2 separate regions of the Sus scrofa genome follow, and region 1 is linked to region 2. The links are chromatin contacts, called in public Hi-C maps. All regions are on one chromosome and are shown on one strand. Each heading gives the region's core, a stretch centred on a gene start, on an enhancer-like site or on the middle of the called end of the contact. The rest is flanking DNA. Distances are from core to core; before and after follow the strand shown. Region 1 holds the start of TTC26 (intraflagellar transport protein 56). Region 2 holds the start of UBN2 (ubinuclein-2).

The links. A called contact is a pair of places that touch in the nucleus more often than the background predicts.
Region 1: a contact with region 2 is called in a Hi-C map of alveolar macrophages, with 1.8 times the contacts expected there. The contact joins the promoter of TTC26 here to the promoter of UBN2 in region 2. A contact is called at or near these places in 6 of 47 Hi-C or Micro-C datasets (alveolar macrophages, blood, fetal heart ventricle and 3 more) and 2 of 2 datasets of contacts at active chromatin or transcription factors (alveolar macrophages and skeletal muscle).

Annotation. Positions count from the first base shown.
Region 1 is chr18:10,507,241-10,513,198 of Sscrofa11.1, forward strand. It overlaps TTC26 (intraflagellar transport protein 56), which reads right to left and starts at 2,355. Exons shown (of 17, transcript XM_005657746.3): 1 at 2,213-2,355; 2 at 1,451-1,588. The coding sequence starts at 2,215. It also overlaps the pseudogene LOC110257599.
Region 2 is chr18:10,446,372-10,452,618 of Sscrofa11.1, forward strand. UBN2 (ubinuclein-2) reads right to left here and starts at 4,872. Exons shown (of 16, transcript XM_021079092.1): 1 at 4,161-4,872. The coding sequence starts at 4,640.

The sequences.
Region 1 (5,958 bases), core at 1,105-3,604, 58 kb after region 2:
TCTTCATCTCAGGGATCTCTGGTGGCTCAGAAGTTTAAGGATTTGGCATTGTTACTGCTGTGGCTCAGGCCGCAGCTGTGGTATGGGTTCAATCCCTGTCCCAGGAACTTTGCCTGCTGCAGGTATGGCCAAAAAACTCCTGAAACTTCTTTTTTTCAGTTTTAATTTTTTTTTTTTTTTTTTTGGTTTTTTAGAGCTGCTTCCACAGCATGTGGAAGTTCTCAGGCTAGGGATTGAATCAGAACTACAACTGCCAACCTATGCCACAGCTACAGCAACTCGGGGATCCAAGCCGCATCTGCAACCTACTGCACAGCTCAGGGCAAGGCCGGATCCTTGACCCACTGAGTGAGGTCAGTGATCAAACCCGCATCCTCATGGTTCCTAGTTGGGTTCATTAACCACTGAGCCACGAAGGGATCTCCCTCCCCAAACTCTTTTGTCTCTTCAATCTTTGGTGCACTCCTTCATTCTCCTATAACAGGTGCTCCCCACAAAGCACTTTGCCAAAGCATGGTATCCTTGGACCATCTACATCAGAAGCACTTAGGCTGCTCGTGAAAAATACTAGTTCCTAAGCATCACTGGAGACTAATTCTGTAAAGAATCAGAATATATAGGACATATAGGACAGAGTTCAGGAATGTACATTTTAATAAGTACACTAAGTGTCGCTGATACATATTAAAAGTTGAGAACTACTTCATAGAGATTTGAAACATCCTCTGAAGATGTGGTATTTTAGACAATAAGTATGAAATATGACAGAATTCTTTAAATTTGATTTAAATGTCATAACATATAATAGGAGTAAATCACAAATTGATTTGGATGCGGAATGAACAATGTGTGAACTGACAGTGTTCTAAATGTCCCTCTATTATTTTTAGGTTGTATTCACCACCAGTGGGACTAGACATAATTAAAAAGAGTCTCTTAAAAAATAAATTAAAAAAAAATTAAATTAAATTAAATTAAAAAAAAAAGGAGTTCCTGTCGTGGTGCAGTGGTTAACAAATCCGACTAGGAACCATGAGGTTGTGGGTTTGGTCCCTGGCCTTGCTTCAGTGGGTTAAGGGTTCAGTGTTGCCGTGAGCTGTGGTGTAGGTCGCAGACGTGGCTCGGATCCCGCGTTGCTGTGGCTCTGGCGTAGGCTGGCGGGCTACAGCTCCGATTCGACCCCTAGCCTAGGAACCTCCATATGCCGCAGGAGCGGCCCTAGAAAAGGGAAAAAGACAAAAAAAAGGGAAAAAAAAAAGACAAAAAAAGGTCTATCGTTTCATTTCTAATCAGGTTTATAGTTAACTTGGAATTTGGCATCTGTACCTGGAGATGTACAGGTACAGCATGCACCCAGCTGTTCCAACAACATAGCCACCAGCATTCACCCAAGCATTAATCTATGTTCTGGTTATTCACCTCTCAAGAAGCAACCTTCTTTGGACATTACCTCCAACAGAGTAATAGCTCCAGTGAAATCTCTTTGTGAAAGTAGCTCCTCTAGTTTTGGAATCTTCCTACCTTTCTTCTTTCTTCTGTCAGTGTGCGGTAGGTCCCCACCTACAGCAGGTTTGGCTCTTGAAAGCATCTGTGAAAGAAATAACAAAGGCAGCTCTATGCCAATTTTGATAACCAATTTTTTTTGGGAGGGGGCAGCAGCTGTGGCATGTGGAAGTTCCCCCGCCAGGGATCGAACCTGCGCCACAGCAGTGACACAAGCGAGTGCACTGACAAACCCAGATCCACCTAACCCGCTGCCCCACCAAGAAACTCCCCTATAGTGAACTTTAAACTGAGAATGACAGCTCCAGGATTTATAAGTCAAATCCTGTAACGATGACCGCCAGGTAAGCCTATTCAAACTTTTTCTGTAACACGTATTTTACTAAAAGGGCCATCAATCTGTGCTTCAGCTGAAAGAAAACTTCATTATCTCCTCCAATTACAGAGAGGTAAGAGATGCTTTTGCGCAGCTCTGTCACCTCAGCCTTCTCTTGGTCTGCTTTCCATCCCACGCGCAGCTCAGCAAAAGGGAAATGGAGAGTCAGGAGGAAAGAACGCAACCATATATTTACAGTTGCACCCCGTCCCCCCTGGGAATATGGGGAGGGTACCACAGATCATCCTCTGCGGACGCTCCTCGAGTTAACCCAGAAATGTGCTGGGAACCTCTAATCTCGAAACTTCTCCTTCACTGTTCAAAGCCACTAACCATCTTGGCGTCGGTTCTGCGAGCCCCGAAGGCAAACAGACAGCAGAAAGCTGGGCCTCAGTAGCGCCTAGGCATCCACGAAGCTCGCTCGGTCTCCACGGCAACCCGGCTGTGCACCGGTCCGTCCAGAGAAGCGCTCGCCGGAGACCCCATGCCCTCGGCATCTTGGTTCCTATGAGTTTTTGCAGCGGCGGAAGTGGAAGATTCTTTCTCCGGAGGATAGCGTCGTTCTCTGTGCTGAGACCGAGAGTTTGACTGTATTTCTGTGAGTTTACTTTATGAAAAAGAGATTTAGAGTGACGTTGTTTTTCAAATGCAAGTTTCCTGGGAAAGTAATTTTCAAGGACCACTTCCGATTTGGACCGCGTTGGGCTCCATAGCAACCCTGGGTGGTGACGGGCATAGCACGTGACCAAGGTCTCTCAGGCTGTGCTTGGGAAAGCCTTGAAAGGAATTTCTGCCTAACCCAGGGAACTTATGTTTGGAGGCGGGAGTTCACCATAATCCAGTTTCCTATTTCCATAGATAAACCTATTATTGTGATGTGACTTTATGTTAAGATTCCCGCTCACAGAATTTAGAATAGAACTTATGATTTGCTAGAAATAAGGAAATACAAGATGGAATCACAGTGGCCGAAGTGGCAAACATCTGGATTGTTTCTAAAGGTCTGATTTATGACTTTGTTTTTTTTTTTTTTTTTTGCCGCACCTGTGTCTTGCAGATGTTCCCAAGCTGGGGATCAAACCCTTGCCACAGCAGCTACCCGAGCCGCTGCAGTGACAAGGCCAGTTCACACTGGAACTCCATAAGATTTTGAATATTTAAATTAAGATGCAAGTGTGAAGTTAGATAAGTAAACTGATTTTACAGGTGTGCAGAAAGACAAACACAACATAAGAATAGTAAAGTTTTATTAAGTTTTATTCAGCATCTTGTTGAGGAGGAAAAAGGACCAGGAATCAGCCACTCAGCCCTGAGCCAACTCCTCGGAAGAAGTGTGGGAGAAACCAGTTTACATATGATTTCTGGCTGGTGAATGCCTGCAGTCAAGCATCTATCTTGGTAAAATATTACTGCTAACAACAAGGAATAGTCTTTTCTAGTTAATCTTTTTAGCTTTTTGATGTATGGGAAGCTGTAAGAATCTGAGGTCATTAAAATTCTTCCTGAGTTGTATATCTCACTGTCTATGGGACCTGCCTATTCCTGTGTGTCCAAAGCATAGATGCCTTATCCTGTTTTTGTCTTAAATTGCTCCAAAAGTGCTGTTGGTCACCAACTGCAATGGTTTGCCACTTAGCCCTCGTGGAAAAGGTGAGCAATGCCCTTCATCTTATGGATCCTAACTTTTCTGTGTCCATACCTGTATGATGACTTAAAAAAACCTAAAGGTTGGAGTTCCTGTCGTGGCTCAGCGGAAACAAATCTGACTAGTATCCATGAGGACACAGGTTCGATCCCTGGCCTCGCTCAGTAGGTTAAAGATCCAGTGTTGCCAAGAGCTATGATGTAGGTCTTAGACATGGCTTGGATCTGACATTGCTGTGGCTGTGGCGGCTATAGCTCCCATTCAACCCCTAGCCTGGCAACTTCCATGTGCCACAGGTGCGGCCTTAAAAAAACAGAGAAAAAAAAAAAATCCTAGAAGCTGAAAGTCAAGTTTTATTTGGGAAACTTACTAAGGACTATAGCCTGGGAATCAGCTTCTCAGACAGCTCTGAGTAACTGTTCTAAAAGGTAAGAGAGGAGCCAGGATATATCGTAATTTTTGCTGGGGAGAAAATGTACTTGAACATCAAAAAATTAGTACTAATTACAAAAAACAGAACTCTTGAGGATTTTATTGCTTGTCTATGTATAGGAAGATACAAGTGTCTGGGATCCTTGATTTATTTCTTTGATATGAATCTAGGGCCTCTATGATTTATATCAGTTCCCCACAGGGTACACCATTGGGCAGAGGGAGGGAGAGTGCAGTGGCCCTCATTCACGGTTTACTGAAGTGGCATGCAGTAGTCTTTGTTTTCTGAAATGACAGGCCACATTTTTTTTTCTGTCCACAAGTAAGGCTTCTTGTAGCTGAGGTTCTAACTGTTGCACCCCACAGACTATAACTCACAAAAGATGGAATCTGAGTGTAGTTGCTGGAGAGGGGTCGTGACAGGGCACAGCCATTCCCCAGGAGACAGCCCATGTCAGAAGCTGCTTGAGGCTCTGCTGGAGGAGAAGGCGATTGCTGAGAAAAGCCTACCTTATGTGGGTTGCCAGTACCTGCATCTGAACCCATGCTAGCTGTCTTTGTTGAAGAAGCCTCCCTTCCCGGATCTCTTAGAGTGGTTCATTAAACCCCTGATTTCTTTTTATTTTATTTTATTTTTAATTTTTTTGTCTTTTCTAGGGCGCACTCGAGGCATATGGAGGTTCCCGTAGCCGCCAGCCTACACCACAGCAACGCAGGATCTGAGCCGCGTCTGCGACCTACACCACAGCTCAAGGCAATGTGGGATCCTTAACCCCCCAAACAAGGCCAGGGATCGAACCCGCCACCTCATTGTTCCTAATTGGATTTGTTAACCTCTGATCCACAATGGGAACTCCAACCCCTGATTTCTTAAATATTGGGTGTGACTAGTTTGAGTGTATTGAGTACAATAAACTAAGTGATTTGAGCATCTTCTACAATTGGCTATGGCTGCTTTATGACTTAATCCCATGATTCTTACCTGGCCTCATTGCTTTAGGTTACAACACTTATGCACAATAAGGAACTATAATAAATATGTGTTGATTGCACTGCTTGTCTATCTTACTCCTGAACCCAGTTAACACAGTTGCAAAAGTGGTCTAAAATCATCGAATCATGGAATATTAGAGCTGGAAAGGATCTGTGAAGGACATCTAGTCCAACCCTCAGAATTAACAGAGTAATTAACAGAGTTCCCACTGCAGCTCAGCGGTAATCAACCCAACTAGTATCCACGAGGATGTGGGTTTAATCCCTGGCCCTGCCCAGTGAGTTAAGAATCCAGCATTGCTGTGAGCTGTGGTGTAGGTTGGTAGCTGCAGCTCCAATTTGACCCCTAGCCTGGGAACCTCCATATGCCGCAGGTGCAGCCCTAAAAAGCTACAAAAACAAAAAACAAAACAAAACACCCACAGAGTCCAGGGTAGAGGTCTTTCCCACCAAGGTCTAAGGGCAGTGTTGCTCATTATGCTGTTAACAGCCCTGTTGTTCTTGCTAAATCCATTGAAATGATCTCTGATTTCCAGCCGTTTGTGATACTGCTTTAAGCCTCTAAATCCCCAGAGAGGCTGTTTGAACTGTAGCTGTAATTATGAAGAGCAGAATACAGCATTTCGTGTACTTGAGAAGAAGCTCTTATTCCCAACTGTAGCTCTCAGAACCTAAGGTGTTATGAACGATATAATAACAGGTGCCCAAAAACTGGTTGCAGGGCTAAGAGGCAAAGTTGGAACTTGCAACTTTCTTGCCATTGCAACAGTACAGCAATTTCTAAAGAACTATAAAATAAAAACTAGGTCTTCCCAACGTGGCTTAGCCGTTAACAAACCCAACTAGCATCCATGAGGACTCGGGTTTGATCCCTGGCCTTGCTCAGTGGGTTAAGGATCCAGCGATGCCATGAGCTGTGGTGTAGGTCGCAGATGCCGTGCGGATCCTGCGTTGCTGTGGCTGTGGCAGAGGCTCGGATTGAACCCCTAGCCTGGGAACCTCCACATAC
Region 2 (6,247 bases), core at 3,622-6,121:
ACTAGTATCCACGAGGATGAAGGTGCGATCCCTGGCCTCGCTTAGTGGGTTAAGGATCTGGTGTTGCCATGAGCTGTGGTGTAGGTCGCAGACACGGCTTGGATCCTGCATTGCTGTGGTTGTGGTGTAGGCCGGGAGCTACAGCTCTGACTTGACCCCTAGCCTGGGAACTTCCATATGCCATATGCCTCAGGTGAGGCCCTAAAAAGACGGGAAAAAAAAAAAAAAAAAAAAGAAAGGAAAGAATAAAGGGATAGATCTTAAAGCTTAAAGGAACTAATTTTTGAATCAATTGTTGAAATTGATGAGTCCTTTATCCCAACAGAAGTTATTAATGGAAAATATAAATATGATCTGAAAGGAAACAAACTAGCAGAAACAGACAGATAATGAAATAAATACTAGGCATGTTCTGGGTACAGACTTAACTTGAGATTTGCTAAGGACAGTAATCACCACACGCCTTGCTTGCCTTTATAAACTGTTCCTTCGTACTAGGTCTTATTACTGATCTGAATACTAGGTCTTACTACTGGCCTGACCCATTTTATATTTGCAAATATAAACACATAAATATATATATTTTACTAAGAGTAATCTCATATGCCACTCTAAAATATTTTGCGTAGACTTTATATAGGCATCAAAATTAAATCTTACTCTTGAGAGTCTATAAAAATAAATTTAAGAAAACTGACTCACTTTTCTTTCACAGTTAAGAAATAACACCTACTGACAATCAAGGCTCTAAGTAAGCTTTACATTTTCTAGGTGAAAAAGAGATCTGGTAATTAGCAAATATCAAAATTATGAACCACCGACAGGCAAAAATGACACAATAATTTTGTCCTTTGACATTAACGTATTAACACCATTTTCTGATCTTTCACATATGTTATCTGAAATATGCAACATGACAAGCAATAAAATACCACAGAATTCTGTGGTAACAGTATGATTACATTAACACTACTTTTCCTTTCATACTAAATGTTAAATTAATCATGTTCATATCTTCTGGTTTACCAAGAGTTTAAAAAGAATATGTGTATCAATTCCCCTGAACAAATTAATCTTTCAGAATAGAGATGAGTGCAATGCCTCAACCTCAATCAGAGACCAATATTTTACAGAGACAGCCAGGTTAAGGGTTTAGCTAACCAGTGTCCTGACAACCTGGGGGGGGGGGTTGTTTTCCATGTTTTGCCAACATACACTCGTGTTTCCCCTTATTAATAAAGTTTGGGAAAATGTGATTGCCTTCTTCTGTTAACTGGAGTTTTATTGTTCATTTTGTATTTATGAAGAGGGATGATTTAAATTAACCCCAGTATAGATAGTATGCATGTGTAACAGATTTTTTATACTTATACCTATCAAACAAAAAAATCTTATTGGATGCTAGACAGCTATTTCAAAATTTCAGAATCTTTTTTTTTTTTTTTTTTTCGTCTTTTTGCTTTTTCTTGGGCCGCTCCTGCAGCATATGGAGGTTCCCAGGCTAGGGGTCAAATCGGAGCTGTAGCTGCTGCCTAAGCCAGAGCCACAGCAACGCAGGACCGAGCCATGTCTGCTCGGACCTACACCAGAGCTCACAGCAATGCCGGATCCTTAACCCACTGAGCAAGGGCAGGGATCGAACCCGCAACCTCATGGTTCCTAGTCGGATTCGTTAACCACTGCGCCACGACGGGAACTCCAAGAATCTTTTTTTCTTTTAATTTTACAGGATTTCTTTTCCTCCCCTTTCTACTCTTACCCTGCTATACAGTATGCTGTTCAATTACAATAGTTCAAAATTAAAACTATTTTGAAAATATTACATCATCACTAAAAATATAATGGACTCCTCCTGAGGGGAAGAAAAACCAAATTTGGGAAACACCAACTTTGCAGATTCATTTTATTGGTTACATTTTGCTTTTCTTGACCATGCTCATGGCCCATGGAAGTTCCCGGGACAGGGATGGAACCGCACCACAGCAGTGACAATACAGGATCCTTAACTGCTGGGCCACCAAGGAACTCCCTACATTTTGCTTTCTGATGGTTTCTCCTCCTAAAATTTCCTTTCATGGAAATGTGACACTTTCATTTAGAAAACTGTTTTCTACACTTTCTTACATAACAAATATGCTCATAAGAGTAATCATAGGAAAATGTGGCAAATCTTTGTTGCAAAGGTACACTGTATGGATCTTTTTGCTTCAAATAATAACAAATAATATATGGCTGAAATATACAAGAAAACTGGACTAATATAACCTAAATTGATAGCATAAACTGAATTATTCATCCTTCTCCTACATGAAATTATTAGTTCTTACACTATCAAGTTAATAAGGTAGGTGTCAAAATTAATTTTATAACTAAAAGATATATATCTATTAGTTTATCATGGCATGAATATTACAGCATAAAGAGGATCATAACAGAAGTCTTTGTATTCCTACTAAAAATCTCATTTCAGTTCATTTTAGCAGGACTTTCTAAATGTAAACTATATAAGTTAATCACAAGAAATTTTGTTTTATTAAGAATTGGTACTAATACAGGAAAAAAATCCTAATAAAATGACATATGACCAGCCTCCTCATTGTAAAGTGGAGATAATGGTTCCTGTCTTACGGAGCTCTGATGGACTTAACTCCACAAGCCTTGTACCATACTAAGAACTCTGCAAATGTTAGCCATTAGTATGTATTTTTTTCCCAAATATAATCACCCGTAATTTATGAAGCAGATTAGGGAGTAAAACTGCAAACCTACTTAGATTAGAAGATCAGCTATGGTACAATTTATTGGAAAAATGCTCCCATCCAATATTCTCGAAATTATTTGGGGGAAAAACGGCATTGCTTTATAAATAACAAAGGCACTACAGTGAGTCTAAGGGGCAAAACATTATGTGGAAATGACCAAAACGATCTGTGTACCCTTAACAATTCATTCTGGTTGCAAACCCTGAGTAGTGATTTGACCACACAACAATAATGTGTAAAAAAAAATGATCAAAAGATTAGTTTGCCTTAAAATAAAATCTAGCAACACTGTTTAAGATGATATTTTAAAAACTAAGTCATTCGTATCAATGATAACTGAAAATGAAAACAAAACAGGTGACTTCTAGAATCCATTAGACCTGTGCAAAACGTAATAAAGACCACAGTCTCTAAACAGCAGAGGAAATTGTCCTCTTATTGCTGTTACTCTATCATTTTCTTTTCTAGTTTACTTCTGAAGATCATCAACCAACAACAATAAAAATTACAGTTACCAACAAACCTTCCTCCTACCTCCATTGTTTACCAGTTCCACCAAAGGCATAGCTATATATTTTCAGCAAAGTTTTTTTTAAACATTCAAAGCTAAGATTTTTTCCCCCATCATTTCTCCAAAAATTACAACGGCGAAGCGCAATATCCTCCAAGGTCCTATACACTAATGATACGCACTCAAATGAGAATATGATGGTAAGCACCAAATAAAACAAGACTGACATCCTTCTAATATGAACAAATTGCAGAGAAAGCAAAGCTTAAAAGGTGTATCAATATCAACACAGGGCTGAAAAACAAGGTACCAGATAACTAACCCACTTATCCTTCATTCCTAAAGTGGAATCTTTAATCTGAAAAATTTTTAGATTACTTTTAAATCTCCTTCAATTGAGAAAAATACCCCAGGCTCCGAAGCACATCTCAACGCTGAGCACAACAAATAACGACGAAGGTGAGGATGATATTGGAGGGGTTACACAATCTCTCTGCTTCAGACTGGGGGGCGTGTCCCCCAAGGTTTTCTCTTCCTTTCTACTGAAAGCACTGCTAGAGCTCCCCCAGCATAACCCAACAACGCAACTTGCAGGGCCCCCAGATTTTGTGGGGAAAGCAAAAAGAAAAAGCTGGCTAGGAACGGCGTTTGGAGCGGGCTCACGAGGGGGGCTCGATGGAGCCCGGTGGGAACCACGGCCAACCCTAGGGAGCAGAGGAAAGCAGCACCAACCACCCACCCACCCGCTCGGCCCCTGCCCCCTCCAGCCACCCTCCGGGGCGACCCGAGATGCTCCAGGTGGGCGTCGGAAGGCGAAAACCACTGGGGAAGGAGGACGGGTCCTGAGGCTCCCGGGGTCTGGGGGATGAGGGAGGAATCTCCTGTACCCGTTGTTCTCCGCACAGTAGCAGCTCCGGGTAACTGAACTCCACGCAGCTCTCGTCGGTGGGATCCTTGAGCACCAGCTCCAGGCGTACGGTCTCCCTCGGCGGCCTCTGCTGCGGCTCGGCCCGGGAAACCGACTCCCGCGGCGGGGGCGGCTGCAAGTGCAACTGCGGGAGCGGAGGCGGCGGCGGCGGCGGCGGCTCGGGCCGCGGGGGCTCGCGCTGCAGCGACATGGGCGGCTCGGCGCGGCTGACCTCGCGCTGGGGGAGCGGCTTCTCCCGCGGCGGGGGCTGCGCGTCCGACCGGGGGGCAGCCTCCCGCGGGGCTAGCTGCTCCGGCCGGACGGGCTCGCGGTACGGCTGCGGCTCCAGCCGGGGGGGCTCGCGAGGGTATTCGGGCTCGCGTTCGGCCCCCGGGTACTCGGCCTCGCGCCGCCTCACCGGTGACAGGCTAATAAACGCTACTCTGCGTGGCTCCGCCATCCCCACTGTTCTGGCCCTCTGCCTTCGCTCGAGCCGGCGCTCGTTTCTTCGCCGAGTTGTTTGCCTGCCTGCCCTTCCTTTTGCTCTCCGTCGCTTTTCTTCCCTCCACCACCCTCAGCTGTCTCCGCCGACGCCACCGTGAGTGCGGACCGTGCCCCCTTCCCCGCCACTACGTTCTGATGGGCTGCACCGCCATCGCCAGGGTCGCCGCAGCCGCCATGTTGGATCCCCCACATAAATAGAAGCAGGCCGCTGAGCGGGCGCATGCGCAGACGGCAGACGCTCGCATCCACTGTCGTGGCTGTGGCTCAGTTTTCCTCTTTTTCTCCCAACAGTCTGGAGTCCAGACAGGTCAGCGGAAGTGACGTCATGGCAGGCCTAGTTTCCTTGGAAACGGGGACGCCGTCTGCGCCCTTCCTCAAGAGGAGGGGTCTGGGGTTTCCTAAGAAGCTTTCCATTCGCTCGGGAAACTGGAAGCGCGCGTGGGGCTCGACCGAGGGCAGAAGTCCGGATGTGCCTACGACCGACCTAACCATGGCGCCCGGTAGCGCCCAGCACATGCCTCCCGCCCTCGCTTCCAGAGTTGGGGATGCGGGGAAAAGGCAGAGGAACGAACGCTTGGACCTGCTCCGTGTCGGCCCACATAGTCCGCCCGCAGTCCGAAGTATCAGGGAAGAAAGGAAATGGCTAACTCCAGCCGGACTCGCTCTGCGACTTCTCTGCGCCAAGCGCGACACTAACTGCCACAGGCCTCCCTTTCCTACACCGGCTTCTGTTTTTCTCGCCCGGCTATGGCAGAAATTGTGTGACACGGTCGTAAAATGCTCAGTAACGTTGTGCAGTTTGGAAACTGAAGAGACAAATGAACACTTCTGGGTTTGTTCATAAAGTCTAAGCTGTTTATAAATTAAAAAAAAAAAAACCCTTCCCAACAGTTTGTTTTGTTGGCATTTTAGGGATGTACTCTCTTGAAAGCAGAATACTAAATGACCCATTTCGGATAAGGGAGGAGACTTATTTGGGAATGCCTTGTAGGCACGCCTGTAATAAACTAATTGGAATTCATATTTAAAAGAATGGGAACTAGGAGTTCCCGTCGTGGGGCAGTGGTTAACGAATCCGACCAGGAACCATGAGGTTGCGGGTTTGGTCCCTGACCTTGCTCAGTGGGTTAACGATCCGGCGTAGCCGTGAGCTGTGGTGTAGGTTGCAGACGCGGCTCGGATCCAGCGTTGCTGTGGCTCTGGCGTAGGCCGGTGGCTGCAGCTCCAATTCAACCCCTAGCCTGGCAACCTCCATATGCCGCGGGAGCGGCCCAAGAAATAGCAAAAAGACCAAAAAATAATAATAATAAAATAAAAATAAAAGAATGGGAACTATACTCAATATTTTGTAATAACCGGTAAGAGAAAGGAATTTGAAAAAACACATATATGAAACTAACATCAAATTGTAAATCAGTTATTTAAATTTTTTTCAAAAAATAGTGTAAAGTCCAAAATAATGAGTAGTATTGCCCATTTAAAATCTGCAGCTGTTAATTTCATCAACCAGATTAACAATGTTAACACCAATTAATGACTCTGAGTCAGTGTGATGTCATAGAC